2 separate regions of the Zea mays genome follow, and region 2 is linked to region 1. A link is a contact called in public Hi-C data. All regions are on one chromosome and are shown on one strand. The core of a region is the stretch at or near the end of the contact, and the rest is flanking DNA. Distances in the headings are between cores, read along the strand shown.

Region 1 (7,210 bases), core at 1,282-3,781:
GGTGTAGATATTTATGCAATTCGTTACACTGCGTAAAAAATCTGGTATGTTGTTCACTGGTGGACGTATCTTCGGGTTGGAGCGTAATAACCTTAAGTTTTGAGAATAAAATCTCTCAATTATAAGCGTATATATCGAGCCAATGTGAGAGGTTGATAGCTCTAGTAGGTTGTTATTATGATCCTATTTTTATGGCAGATCCGAAAAACATGGCAGCCGCATGCATGCGGTTATACAGATCCAAAAATTATGGCAAAATGCATGCATGAGTCAAACATGTTTCCTTGCATGCGCGTAAATTTAGGAAATATATGTGTGACGGTTTCTATTTTAAATGCTTTATTTCCTCCATAAATTTAGGATCGCTGCAACAGCAATGCAGCTAGACTCGTAATTATTATTTTATGATATATAGTGATACTAAATATGCTACATTGTGTAGATAATTATGCAATTGGATATACTGCGTAAAAATCTGTTACCAGCTGTATGCACACGAATTTATGATGGAAAAATATGCAATAAAAGGAAATGAATTGCATGCATAAAAACAAAAAATCGCATTTAATGTTTTATTTCCTTCATAAATATAGGTATTTATGCAATTAGAACTAGTTAATGATGTATATTGAAACAAATTATACTACACAGTGTAGGTATTTATGCAATTCCTTACACTGCGTAAAAAATCTGGCATGTTGTTCACTGGTGGACGCATATCCGGCTGAAGCGTAAAAACCTTAAGTTTTGAGCATAAAATTCCTCAATTATAAGCGTAAATACCGAGTCAATGAGAGGTTGATAGCTCTAGTAGGTTGTTATTACGATCCTATTTTTCTGACAGATCCGAAAAAACATGGCAGTCGCATGCATGCGGTTTCTATTTTTATACAGATCCAAAAATTATGGCAAAATCGTGGGAGTTTCCATTGCATGCGCGCAAATTACGAACAACATAAATTAAGGAATTGCCTTTCTAATGTGCATGCAGTAAACTGATATACGAACTCCGTGTTCAAGCATAAAATTGTACAGTTTTTAGCGTAAATAGTACATGTGGTAGGCATAAAACACAATAATCGAAATGAAAACTGCGCCGGATCGGAGGATGTCACGCGTGATCATCGCTGCGTGCATCTTGCGCCTTCTGTGACGTCGCTCGCTCGAACATCGCGCCTCATTCGTCGCCGTCGCTACTCGCACGTCGACAGGCGTCGCTTGCTCACCGGCCTTGGAAGTGCCGCCTCCTCGGGGCTTCAGGGACGCCGCCTCTTGCCCACACAATGGCCCCGCTGCGGATCGAGGAACCTCCGCCACCGCGCGTCGAGGTAATGGAGTTGCGGCCACCAGCCTGGGAACCGCCGCCACCGCATAAGGGCGCTGCCGCCGCTCGCCCTCTGGATCGGGGGCCGCCACCGCCGGCCTGGGAACCGCCGCCACCGCATGTCGAGGTCGGGGAGCCGCGGCCACCGCAGCCACTGGCCGGGGTCCACCGCCGCGCGCGCTGTCGGGCAACCGCCGTCGCTAATGAATCGAGATGGGGCGTGAAAAACTGATCCCTAGCACTATAGATTTTTTTATAGACGTCTGAACCTGGTCCGGCTCGACCGGATTGCACTGTCTGGCCTGAGCTTCCTTTAGTTATTGGAAGCACAGGGCTCCTAATATACAATATATATATATATATATATATATATATATATATATATATATATATATATATATATACACACACACACACGTATTCACTATTATTATTCTCTATGAAAACATATAAAAAATATGTCAAATTTGGCTTTTAAACTTGCTATTGTATGTTTTTTATTTGTTCAATATTTTTTCGGTAAATATCAAAACCAAAGTTGCTCGGTTTTGATTTTTAAAGAAACCAATGAATACCTATTCTTCAAGGAACTGAATTTGTAGGGACCAAAGAACCGAACCGATTAGTTCGATAAATACCGAAGGTTTAGGTTAGTAGTACAATTATTGGTAGCTATTTGGTTCTCTGATATGCCATATCTTTTAGCATCCTATTTTACATGTTAATTTATTTTTTACGTGTGGCTTTGATTTTATCCGTCATACTTTATGTAACAGGCATATTTTGTCGTTGCAAACTCTGACCTGACACTAACCAAACTTGTCATGAATATTCGAGCGAGCTGCAACGAATGGATATCAACAACAGAAACTCGTGTCGATGTCTGGTGGGTTGAGGTGTGAATTTGTTAAAGTTACATTTTAATCTATCTTGATACGTGTAAATTAAAGTAAATAACAGAGTATCCAAACAAAGTTTTAAAGTTATAATATTTATATACATATTTTAAATTAGGACATCTATTTTATGTCAATTTTACGAAACCCTAAACCTAAACAAAGTCTTAAAGGTATGATATTCATATTCATATAACCATCAATTTTACGAAAAACTTCTTCTACCAGTGGCGGGAGATGAGATAGATATATATACATATATGTTCTAGATTTAAAATATGCAGGTGGATACCTTGCCCTATCCTATCGCCTACCGACTACAAATAGACCTAGGATTTGAGAGCCCCTGTCTTAAGGAAAAAGGGTTCCCCAAATCCCCTGCTAATCGCGAAACAGCGCCTCGTCGCCTTCGTCTGGCCTCTTGACCCCCCTCGTGCACTTCCGAGCCGAGGCAAAATGCGCCGTCCCCATGACGCCAGCGACGGCGACGAGGATCGCGGCTACCCGTCGAGCTCCGCTGTCAACGGGGCCGGCGATGAGGAGGAGGAGCGGCGCCAGGCGGCGCGGACGCCGGGGAAGGACGGCCCGGTGGACGCGCTGTGGCGGTGGAGAAGCCAGAGCCTCTCCGAGATAGTGCTCTCGTGGTCCGTGGACCAAATCCTCGACAAGGACCTGCTCCGCGACAAGGTGAGAAGCTGCTTACGTTGCCCGCCGCCCGCCCGCGCTTCCCTCTCCACATCTCTCTACTAGGCACCTGGCGTGCTTAGCGGACGATCCGTGTGGATCTGAGGAAGTGCGTGGGGTTTTGCGCGTTAATGGGCATTCCTCCCTTCCCCTGGGCTGTTTTAGGTTCATTAGGTGGAGTTATTTGGGGCCCGCATTTGGTGTTGGGTAGTGATTTTTTTGTACAATTCGTTTTCCCTTGTAACTTCAGCAGCGGATGATTTACTGATTGCGCTTTGTTTGTCGTTTGAATTGCACCTAGGTCCCCGCGATATCGTCTAGGTCTACTGCTTTGGTTTAGAGTTTAGACCAATGTTTTCTAATCGGTTGATTGCTTCTGAGCCCCAGAGGGGCGATCAGCCGATCAGAACGATTAATAGGACGATCAGAACGATTAATCGTTTATGCTAAATTGCATTTCAAACATGAGTCTTGAATTGAAAATGTGTAGCGAAATCTCATTGGATTGGTAGTATATTGTATGAACCCAGACCACAATGGCCCTAGCTAATAGCCACAGTGCCACACACCCCTAGCGTAGTCAGCAGCCCAGCATTGAATTTTTGTACCAAAAAAATAAAAATCAAAATTTAATCTGCGTAGGACACAACAAACCTAAACAGCAAGCAACAGCAACACCAAATTAAATGTAGATCTAAAAGCATGAAATTTAGATTCAACAAAATGTAGGACCATGCTAAACTGCTAAGTGCTAACATTAAGGTAACAAGCAGTCAAACACAAGTAAAAAAAACTCGGCTGGTACAGTCTAACACAAGTACACAACTAAAAGTAGACAATATCCCTAACGATTAAACGTTCACAATGCAGATTGCCAAAATCCCCAAGCAGCAAACTAATCGTCCGCGATCTAATTGTTCGTTTAATCATGACTAATTGATGGTTAGTTGGACGATCAGATTCCTGATCGTGCTAATCGTGTCGTTACCTCTAATCAAATGCATATTTACGATCAGTCGACTAATTGTCAAACGTCAATTAATCGGACGGTCTTAAAACACTGGTTTAGACTGTGCCACTAGCTAGGATATAACTATCCTGCTGCTGTCTGAATTTTATATTTCATTCACGTACATCCGCCTATGACATTTGGAGGCATCATTGCATTACACTTATTCTTATGGCAACGGATCCTGTTCTCAAAGGGGTACACTACAGATTATACTTTAGCAGATTTATGGACTGATTATACTGAATATATTCAAACCGATTTAAACATAAAAATAAATGTTTTATGGACTGATTTATCACAAACTGCTAAACATCTATGATTCATGGAAGTAGATTGTTCTTACAGGTGTCGAAGATACCAGAGACATTTAGCAGCATAGAGCAGTACATGACATCGTATTTTGGGCCACTTTTAGAAGAGGTTAGAGGTGACATGTGTTCAAGCATGGAGGACATCTCCAACGCTCCATATGCAGACCTGCTCTCTGTTAATTCAATGAGGAAAGGGAAGGGGTCATACGAGATCAGTCTTGGCAGATGGAGGGGAACGTCTCATGGCTGTGGGATTGATAATTATAAGCCAAAATCGGCTGATGTTCTACTGATTTCAGAAACGAAACCGGCAAATCAATCTGATATCCTGAAACAGTCCAAATCCTGTGTCATCGTATGGGTCAGTAAGGTTAATGGTAACAAGATGACAGTCAAGGCATCACAGTTGATGGAGACTGGGGCTCAAGGAGGTGAACGGCGACCAATTGGGGCTAATAAATACGATAAGTTGTATGCTGAATGTTTGGACAAGTCTTGGGAAATGCTAGATCAAGAAGCAATGGCTTCGAAATGTAGAAACTCATCTGTGCATCGCAATGTCTGGAAAGAGTCACACAAGGTTGAAAAGCGCAGCGATGTGCATGGAAGAAATGAGAAAGAGACAGGTGAATCAAAGCGATGGTCCTTCTATGCCATGTACCTGACTAATATGGTAACATATGACCGTGTTTGGGTTGTGCTCCGAAGGGGTCTGACAATGGATTCAAAAATCATCCATAGCATGTTGGGCAGAAACAATTATGTGAGTTTTTCAGTTACAATATTAGCTGACATGACTAGTTTGTAGTTTACAAGAGAAAAATCCCTTTTCCATGTTATCTTTTGTAGTTGTATCTGAAATACCTTAATGAGGATTGTATGCTTTTGATCATCACATGTCTTGCTTTTTTCTGTTATTATTTCTTGTGTAAGATGCGAACAAAGTGCAATAAACAATCGTTGCTTGTTTGCATTGTTTATAGAATGGAGCAACTTGTCTATCTAGGCATGCATGGTTTTGAACTATATGTTAGAATATCTGTTTCACTGCTGCTCACACGCTTGCATATATTCTTTTCATGATTGGCACCCTGATGTTACAGATATGCGGAGCTTTATAAAAATACTCCTAGAATGTCACACACCACTTTAAATTATATGAAATGACATGAAAATTAACTCCATATTCTTAACTGCTGACCAGTTGATCTAGTATAACTGTATGCTATAGCTTGTGGAATGGAATGAATGGAATTGCTCCTTCCTACTGTTATGCTGCCGCAGTATTAATTTTAAGCCCTACTGTTATTTTACCAACATTGTATGCAAAGTTGGCCTTCGTTGACATTGTCAGCTTTTTGTTAAGTAATTCACATTCTGATGGCACAAAATGAATGTGGTGATGCATGTTCATACAATTTGAAGATTTTGTGTTGTTAGTTGTCTTCTTTTTTACGTTTTTGTTTATAGAACTCATGAACCATTGCTTTTTGTGCATTGAAGGCTGAAGTTTTTGTATTGATGCTGCAGGCTCTTGGACATTGTAAACACTGCGTCAATAAATCACATGATGAAATCAAGGGTGATCTCTGTGATTTTAAGCTGAATGACTCACAACTTGATGCTGTAGCAAGTTGCATTTTGGCAAGTGAATGCACTCACAGGTCTTCTATGGGGCTAGTTTGGGGTCCACCAGGCACGGGTAAAACTACAACAGTTGCAGTGATGCTACAAATGCTTCTGATGAAGGAACAGAGAACTCTCGCATGTGCTCCAACTAACATGGCTGTCCTGCAAGTTGCTTCTCGTCTTCTTGAGCTGATTGGGGACTTCTCTCTAAGACACAATTATTCATTAGGTGACATCATTTTATTCGGTAACAAGGACCGTTTGCAAATTGGCAAGTTACTGTCAGAAATATATTTGGATGACCGTGTCCAGAAGTTGTTGAGCAGCTTCAACAGACAACATGGGTGGAAGCATTGTGTGGATTCTGTTGTAACATTCCTAAAAAATTGCAATTCTCGGTACAGAATGTCCGTGGATATACAGCAAGGAAGCAGTGATGCACGCGACCTTACCTTTAAGAAATATTTTACAAGTAGATTCAGCACTTTAGCCGATGGATTGGTCAGATGTATCGATACATTCTATGACCATCTACCAAGGAGTTCCCTGGGCAAGAACTTTGATAAAATGATGTTCGTCAAAAGATTGCTAGATAAATTGCAGCAGTCGCTGAGCGCAGATGATGTGTCTGATGAGCTTCTTTTTACAATCTTTAATCCTGCCGATGAAGTTCCTGACTCATCTGGTAGTCATGATGATCTGATAGATGATGAAGATGACTTTCATGACTGTAAGATTTCTCTAGATAGCCCTTTGGACATAAAGTCTCTTTGCATAAAAATTCTTATGTCTCTTTCAAACATGCGGCTTCCTTGTGAAGACAATGAGCTTTCAATCCGGGACTTGTGTTTGAAACATGCGAAACTTATATTTTGCACTGCTTCTAGTTCATTTGAGTTGTTCAGACTGCAAAGTGTGAGGCCTATAAGCATCTTAGTTATTGATGAGGCAGCACAACTAAAAGAATGTGAATCACTGGTTCCTCTATTGCTACAAGGGATAGAACATGTTTTACTAATTGGCGATGAAAACCAGCTATCATCATTGGTAAAGAGCAAGGTATATTTGTTATGAGATTATTTTGAATGCCATGATCTCTTTTATCAACTACATATACCAGCGATTATTTTTAGAATTCTACAAAAGCTCATACTATGCCTACTTGCTGCAACTTGCTAGATTGCTAAAGATGCTGACTTTGGACGAAGCCTCTATCAGAGATTGTGCACGATGGGCTACAGCAAACACTTGCTGGAAGTACAATATAGAATGCACCCTAGCATCAGTAAATTTCCAAACTCCAATTTTTATGATAATCGAATTTCAGATGGTCCCATTGTCAGGCAGGAGGACT
Region 2 (7,210 bases), core at 1,954-4,453, 440 kb before region 1:
CGTCATCAAGTTTTTTAAAAGATACGTCAATACGTCATACACACCAGTATGATTGCTAGTGCTCCACATAGAATTACTTACCGCTTCCACGATATCACTAATCTCAATGTTTCTAAACACTGAGCCGCATTTGCTCAAACCTTCTTTAAGCTCAGACAAAGTAATCACAACATTGTTTCCATTGTCCATTGCCTTGAACATTCCTCTTAACCTAGCAATCTCCTCTTCTGAAAGATGCTTAGCAATAACCTGGGCCAAAATCAGGAAGATTCACAAATGGAAAAAGAAGTGAATTGTTATGATATTGAATTGCCAGACTAATATAGAGTACTTTACATCCCATCTATCCTTGCAAAGCAACCTATGGAATTATCTAAATCAACCTAGAACGGCAGATCAGACAAATCAAACCAAATAGTAAAAAGCTCTGATCAATTCTCTGAAGCAAAAATAAAACAGATACATGATTGACCAGTGACAATATGCGCACTGACAACAATGATGAGTTGATGACAAATATATTAATACCTGAATAATGAAAAGCTTTGCATCATGTTTTAAGACACCATGTAGAGAATTTCATGATGTTTACCATATTTTGGGTCGTTTTAATCTTTTATAGCAAGTAACAATGGTAGCCAAGTTTAAACTATTACATCACAGAAGGATCCATGTTAGGGGAATAAAGGTAACAAAAAACATCTCCAATTTCTTTCCCAAAAGCCCTGATAGTGATTTACCATGGTGCAAAAAAATAGAAATTAAAATAACTACTCCATGGCATATAAACACACCTGTAGAGCCAATTTCTTTGATTTATTCACTGCAGATAATTTATTGGTACGAGAAAGAACAGTTGGATCCAGAGTTTGATGAGTAGCCACTCCATTATCACATATCCATGGATGCTCTGAGCATTTAGAAACAAAAGATCATTGTATTATCAACTCCTTGATCTTACAATAGTTACTGTGAATTTCCAGGAATAAACAGCTGGTAAAAGTCATTCTAGGAAAAGCAAGGCATGTAAATATATGGTATTGAAATGAGAAAAAACTAATATGCACAAGGGTTAAATCATACTTAGAACTTCATGGGCTTTCAATCTCTCCGATGGACAAGGGCAGAGCATTTTTCTTATAAGATCCTTTGCGCTGTCCGAAATCATGTGCCACTGGTCTGATTCAAAATCAAAATGCCCATTCCGCACTTTGTCAAGTACTCCTTCATGTGTATCTGGTACAAAATTAAATGGATGACTTGAGCACATCCAGAAAACGGCAGTGAAAGAAAACTTCAAATAGTCAAATATCATGTCTAATTAATTCACCTGCCCAAAATGGTGGCACGCCACTTAGCAGTACATAGAGTATCACTCCAGCTGTCCACACATCAGCCTCTGGTCCATAATGTTTCTGCAATACTTCTGGAGCAATATAATACGGGCTTCCGACTGTTTCAGTAAAGACCTCACCTGAAATTTTGCAAATTCTGTATTCAGGGGAAAAACTCCAGAATTGGTGCATACTTCCATACTCCGGCATAAATCAAAGGTGACTAGATGTGAATCGGTCAGGGCAAAAACTATACAAGGAGGAAATACTATGCTATACTGTTATGCTCTGTGGAAGACACAAGATAATTAGCAACACAAATAAAATGTTTCACTCGCGGACAACTAGAAGGACATACTGGGTTATGCAACATAGATCAAAACATTAGCAGAATATCATTACTTGAGAATTCAAACAGCCTGATGGCTTGTTCTAAATTGATATACTACCTGGTTTGAAGAACACGGAGAGACCAAAGTCGATTACTTTTATCGACAAATCATCGTCTTTATCCTGTAAGAGGAAGTTTTCTGGCTTAAGATCCCGGTGCATGACACCAAGTGAATGGAAGTTCTCTATGACGCCAACAATAGTCCTTATAAGATGTGCAGCCTTCTGCTCGCTGTAGTTCCCCTTCTTAATCCGGTCATACAGCTCGCCGCCTTCGCAGAGCTCCATGACAATGTGCACGGCCTCCTCGTCCTCGTACGCGTCCTTGATGGCGACTACATCCTTTTGCCCTGAAAGGTAGCGCATTATCTGGACCTCACGGCGCACGTCTTCAACATCTTGCATGTTCCGGAACCTTGTCTTCAGGATGGACTTGCATGCGAACTGACACCCAGTGCTGGTCTCGGTGCAGAGGTAGGTGGTCCCAGTGAGACCCTCTCCAAGCTGCCGGCCAAGGGTATAATGCTCTGTGACATTAGGAGTCTCTCGACCAAGAACAGAGATGGACGTTAAAGTCTGCCTCAGTCCTTGTCGCATAAGGTCTGCTATGCTCGGTCTAGATGGCCCTGTGTAGCAACCCTCAGTATCGTCCCCATCACAGTGCCTAGAAGCCAGAGGCTCCTTCTGAAAGTGGTTGTAGCTGTTGTAATTGCTCCCGTACCCGTAGGTTCCATTTTGGCATTGGTTTCCCATTAATGCAACTGCACTGCAAGACGCAAAAATACAACTTTAAATAAAAACAGCGACATCGATAAAGAAGTTCTGCGTCAAAACAAGAAAACCTACTGCTGCCTGCTTTTTTCTCACCCCAACATATGTACCTGATCAGAACTCCTAATTACAGTACAAGTAATAAATACTGCACCGTAAATTTAAGCCAAAAATTTATCATAAAAAGGAGCGAACAACAGAAGACTTGTAAATTATAAACAAACAAAAACTAGTACTGTTGCCAACTATTCCTGGCTCCTCTAAGATATTTGAAGCGACAATTCCAAAACCTCTGTATCAGTTCCACCGTATTCTATAGCTTAAACCGCCACCCAAATTTAGGATCTTCTACTACAGTGTCCTTGGCACCAGAATCCCCGGTCCAAGAGTTACTGGCACCGAAATTCGCCCCGCGAACAAAGATTCTCACCAAATCCTGCCATGGAATGCCTCCTACTAGAGACCTCGGCGACTCCCCGGACACGGCTTCTAGTTTCTAACTCCGAGTCCTCGCCGAAGTAGACGAAATCCAGAGCCGACAGCGCGCGCACGAGGTGGAATGCGGGTCCATGAGGACCGGAAGCGGCCGTGAAGGATCTTACCTGACGCTGCGGCCTCGATCGGAGCCGCGAGGCGGGAGAGCCGGGGGGAGGGACCGTCGCCAGAATCCCTGCTTCCCCAGGGGCCTAAACGCAAAAACGAGAGGAGGAGAAAAATGGAGATGGAGCACACTGCGCAGCAGCCGGAGGAGGAGGAGGGTGTTTTATACTGGGTGGTGGACTGGGTGGGGCCCGTGGGGGTAGGACGGGCCGGTTGAGTGCCACGGCAGCGTGCGGCGTGGATGACAGGTTTCGCCGCGCTGGCCGCTGGAGGCTTGGTAGACGTCTGCGATTTTCCATAAAGGACAAAAGGCTCGAAATCAACGGCCTTGGATGGTAAAAAAAACTCCAGATGCAGCTACAGTGCCCAGCGAGAGAAAAGTTTTTGCATCTATAGTATACCTAGGGTACTCTGTGAGAGACCTAGGGTTTATTCTCCTCTCGCGAAATACAGTTGGAGCCGAACAGACTCAGCATTTAACATATGTTCTATCAATACAAATCAGTGCTCATGAGAGTTTTCTTTGTTTTAAAAGTGATATTCAAGAACCACAATAATTATAGGTTGTTGTGAATCTTCATGAACCACATGCGAATATCCATTAGATTCAAACAGTTTCGTGTCAATATATGATGGTGGTCGAGCTGTTAGCACTTTTTTGACAAAATAAGTGTAACCAAAATTCTCTTTGCTCAAAAAGACTACAACTATTTTAGATGTTTCGGGTTGATTGTTTTGTTCAGAGCAATGCTGACAGGGTTCTTTTATCCCTAGCCAGAGGGTAATCTAAGAGCATCCCCATTAGTTTTCTAAAAAAATGCTTCCGAAACTTTGATTTATAAGTGATTTCACGGTGTGATTGTTGACAAAAACATGCTATTGGGAGTGCGAAACAACTACCCAAGTTTAGAGACTAATAGGAATATTTAAAAAGCTTGTATATTTATGGACCTTATTTAAGGAACTGTTATAGCATGATTTTTGTTTATTAACACCCTAAATTAAATTTAGTGGGTTTTTTGGACAATTACTGGAGATGCTCTAAGCCATCATAAACAAAAACAACAACTATGATTAGCTAGATTCTTATGCCCTATGTGGAAACAACCTAGTTTTAAGAATCCAGTTTTTATCTCTAGTTTTTGGAAACTGATTTATAAAAATCTGGTTTATGGTGTTTGCAAGTTGGAACCACCTCAATTTTCATAAAGTGGTTTTAGCTAGGGGAGTCTAAAAAACTCAGCTGGAGAGGGAAAGACTGCCCTCCCGGTATTATATTAAAAAGAGACCGAAACAATGGTCCCGACCGAGAAAATCGTTGAATCCTAACCTCCCATCACTAACGGACTGGCGTCAACCGTCTACTCTGCAATGGCTCAACCCGAGGGCACGAGACATCGTGACCCTAGAGCGAATAGGGCACAACGAGGGGATTTTTTAACCAAGCCTGAAAAATCACTCCGTACTCTGAAGCTCTTAGCCATTAGGCTAGAAGCCCTTTCGCTTAGCTAGGGGAGTCTAACTTCTTGGTTTTAAGAAACTGGGAATCCAGTTTCTATAAACTGGAATATAAACTGTTATGTTTGAAACCACTTCAGTTTTCATAAACCAGATTCTTAAAAAACGGGTGCTTCAAGACATGCCCTTAGTTGTATTGTTATGATGCATACAACTTTTGTGTGGAGTGTGAGATGCGCTACGTTATGAGAAACCACACACATAAATGAGACGAGTTTTCAACTTTCAAGACAATAGATAAAACTTAGAGCTTTGGTACGTAAACATCCATTAGGTTTAAATTGATCTGTGATAAGATATGATGATAGTCCCAATTGTTAGCAATTTTTAATATGTGTGTAGGCAAAAAACTCTTTCCTCAAAAGACCAACTGTTTATGTGCTTTTTTCTTAGTTGTTTTGTTCAAAGGAATGTCGATGAAGGTATTTTTTCTTGAGAGTGCATTGAACAAATGTAAACAACAATTATGCATAGGTTCATAGTTGTGTGTTGTGTTATACCAATGTCCTTTTTTTCTTTGTGGAGTTTGATACACATAACACACTTACGGTAAATCATACATGTGTGAAGAACGTAACAAAAAGGTAACAATGAACATACAATTTTATAAGAAAATATCTATTAGATTCTTATCTTAGTGATTTGCTTTGAAAATTAGTATCTAATGGCACTGGATATTGCTTTGGTTTTATTTTTTTTGTTACTTTTGATGGTTGTCGTCGACTATATGGTTTGGAGCAGTTTGTCTCAATTGAACCATTTAATTGAAGATTACAAAGTGCTCTAGAGTTGGTTGTGTCGGGCTATTGAGTTCATTCCCCATTATAGAGGTGAAAAAATACTCTACTACCTCGTTTGGATGTAGATATTCAATACTGGAATTGGGAATTGAAATCAAGATTTCTGAATTCTGTTGTTTGGTTGTCTGATAAATTCAAAGCTGGAATTAAATCTCAGTTTCTTAGAATTGGACTTTAACAAAAAAGTGTCTCTCCCAATTCAAAGCCAAGACTCTTGGTATTGGATGGAATTGCAATCCTAGATACATCCAAACAACAAATTTGTATTGAAACTCATTTCCAATACTAGACAGATTTGGTATTGGATCCAATTGAATTCTAACATCTCCAATATCTACATCTAAACGAACCCTAGTTGAATTGAGATTTGGATAAGCGTATTATGATAGAGCCAACTTAGAAACCAATCCCTTAAGTGGAGGAGGTGACCTTGGCCCGTTTGGTTCAGTTTCTGGGGTGCTTCTTGCCACCAGAAGCTGCTTCTTGGAACCAAACACCTAGCTTCTCAGGCAGCTTCTCTAGAAAGCGCTTAGTCTAGAATCTCCCATTACACACGCCCTCTGAAGCGGGCCAGACACGACATCCGAGAGAAGCGGGTGAGATTCTCGTTCATTGGCCTCGACTCTACAATTCTGTTCATTTGAAGCGTCGGCTTTTGTCCAAATGTGTTTTGACTAGTACGACATTTTGATGTTTTGTTGTATTTACTGTAGAATCTGACATATAATAATCCGGCTAGCCAAACACCTATATTCTAACTAGCAGATTCTCTCCACAGCCAGATTCTATCCACAACCAACTTCTCAGAAAATCTCTTCAGAAAAAATAGATCCAAACAGACCCCTTGTGTGGTTAAGTCTTGGTAGAGATGTGGGGATCGTGAGGGTTATCGCAATATTGACATAGGTGGCCTACAAGCGACTGTCTTCTTGTTCGGTATTAATCACCCTAAACTTGTGTCTCACTTTGTGCTTTTATAATTCATAGTATAGAGACATTAGGATTGTCACCTTATGAAGCAAACCAAGTTAGGGCTTGTTCGGTTAGCTCTCAATCCATATGGATTGCGTGGGATTGGGTGGGTTTAAATCCCAAGCAAGTCAAATTTCTTCACAATTTTTTCCAATCCCGTCCAATCTATAGGTAACGGGATTAACCGAACAAGGCCTTAGTTTTTTATCATTTATGTTGACGTAGCTTCCCTAGTATCTCGATTATTGGATTTATGTAGATTGTGACATCCTATGTTTTCTAAATATAGCTAGAGGTAGCGCTGATCAAGACCTTTTTTTCTAAATGTGAGCTTATAATGTTGTGCTTTACTAGAAATTTATTTGTTCTCTCTAGCTATCTAAAAATTCTTTACACCTATATAGTTGGGAAGGTAGGATTACAACTGGCTTCTCCAGTCAATTGTAGATTGGTTTCCTAATGGGTTACACAATGATCCAACTAGATAATATTACATATACATATTTGTTTCTATCTATATTGCGCATGCCTAGTCTAGTAAAGGTTTGACGAGGCACCTGTAGTCATTTCCTTGTGTGAGCAGTCGGTCCAGCCCACTTCTATTTTAATGTAGTGTTGTTTGATGTTAGTTTATGCTTTGACGAAGATACTCTCAATGTCTTTGTAGTTTACATTACATCTGCATATGATAAATTGTACATTATTTAAAGGAGCATAATAATGTTACTATTACATTATTTAAGATGGAGTGATTTCTCAAACAAACACCTATTAAAACTTACAGCATATTACTACTACTTCCTCTATTCTAATTTTGTCGGCGTT

Evidence for each region. A called contact is a pair of places that touch in the nucleus more often than the background predicts.
Region 2: a Hi-C map of ear shows a contact between it and region 1, with 2.9 times the contacts expected there. The contact joins the promoter of LOC100277352 here to the promoter of LOC103637596 in region 1. A contact is called at or near these places in 4 of 25 Hi-C or Micro-C datasets (bundle sheath, ear, leaf and 1 more).

The regions. Positions count from the first base shown.
Region 1 is chr1:84,733,996-84,741,205 of Zm-B73-REFERENCE-NAM-5.0, reverse strand. It overlaps LOC103637596 (P-loop containing nucleoside triphosphate hydrolase superfamily protein), which reads left to right and starts at 2,531. Exons shown (of 7, transcript XM_008659756.3): 1 at 2,531-2,907; 2 at 4,262-4,990; 3 at 5,758-6,915; 4 at 7,036-7,210. The coding sequence starts at 2,677.
Region 2 is chr1:85,175,337-85,182,546 of Zm-B73-REFERENCE-NAM-5.0, reverse strand. LOC100277352 (putative calcium-dependent protein kinase family protein) reads right to left here and starts at 3,203. Exons shown (of 8, transcript NM_001150943.1): 1 at 3,098-3,203; 2 at 1,784-2,490; 3 at 1,331-1,474; 4 at 1,084-1,236; 5 at 795-910; 6 at 82-249. The coding sequence starts at 2,477.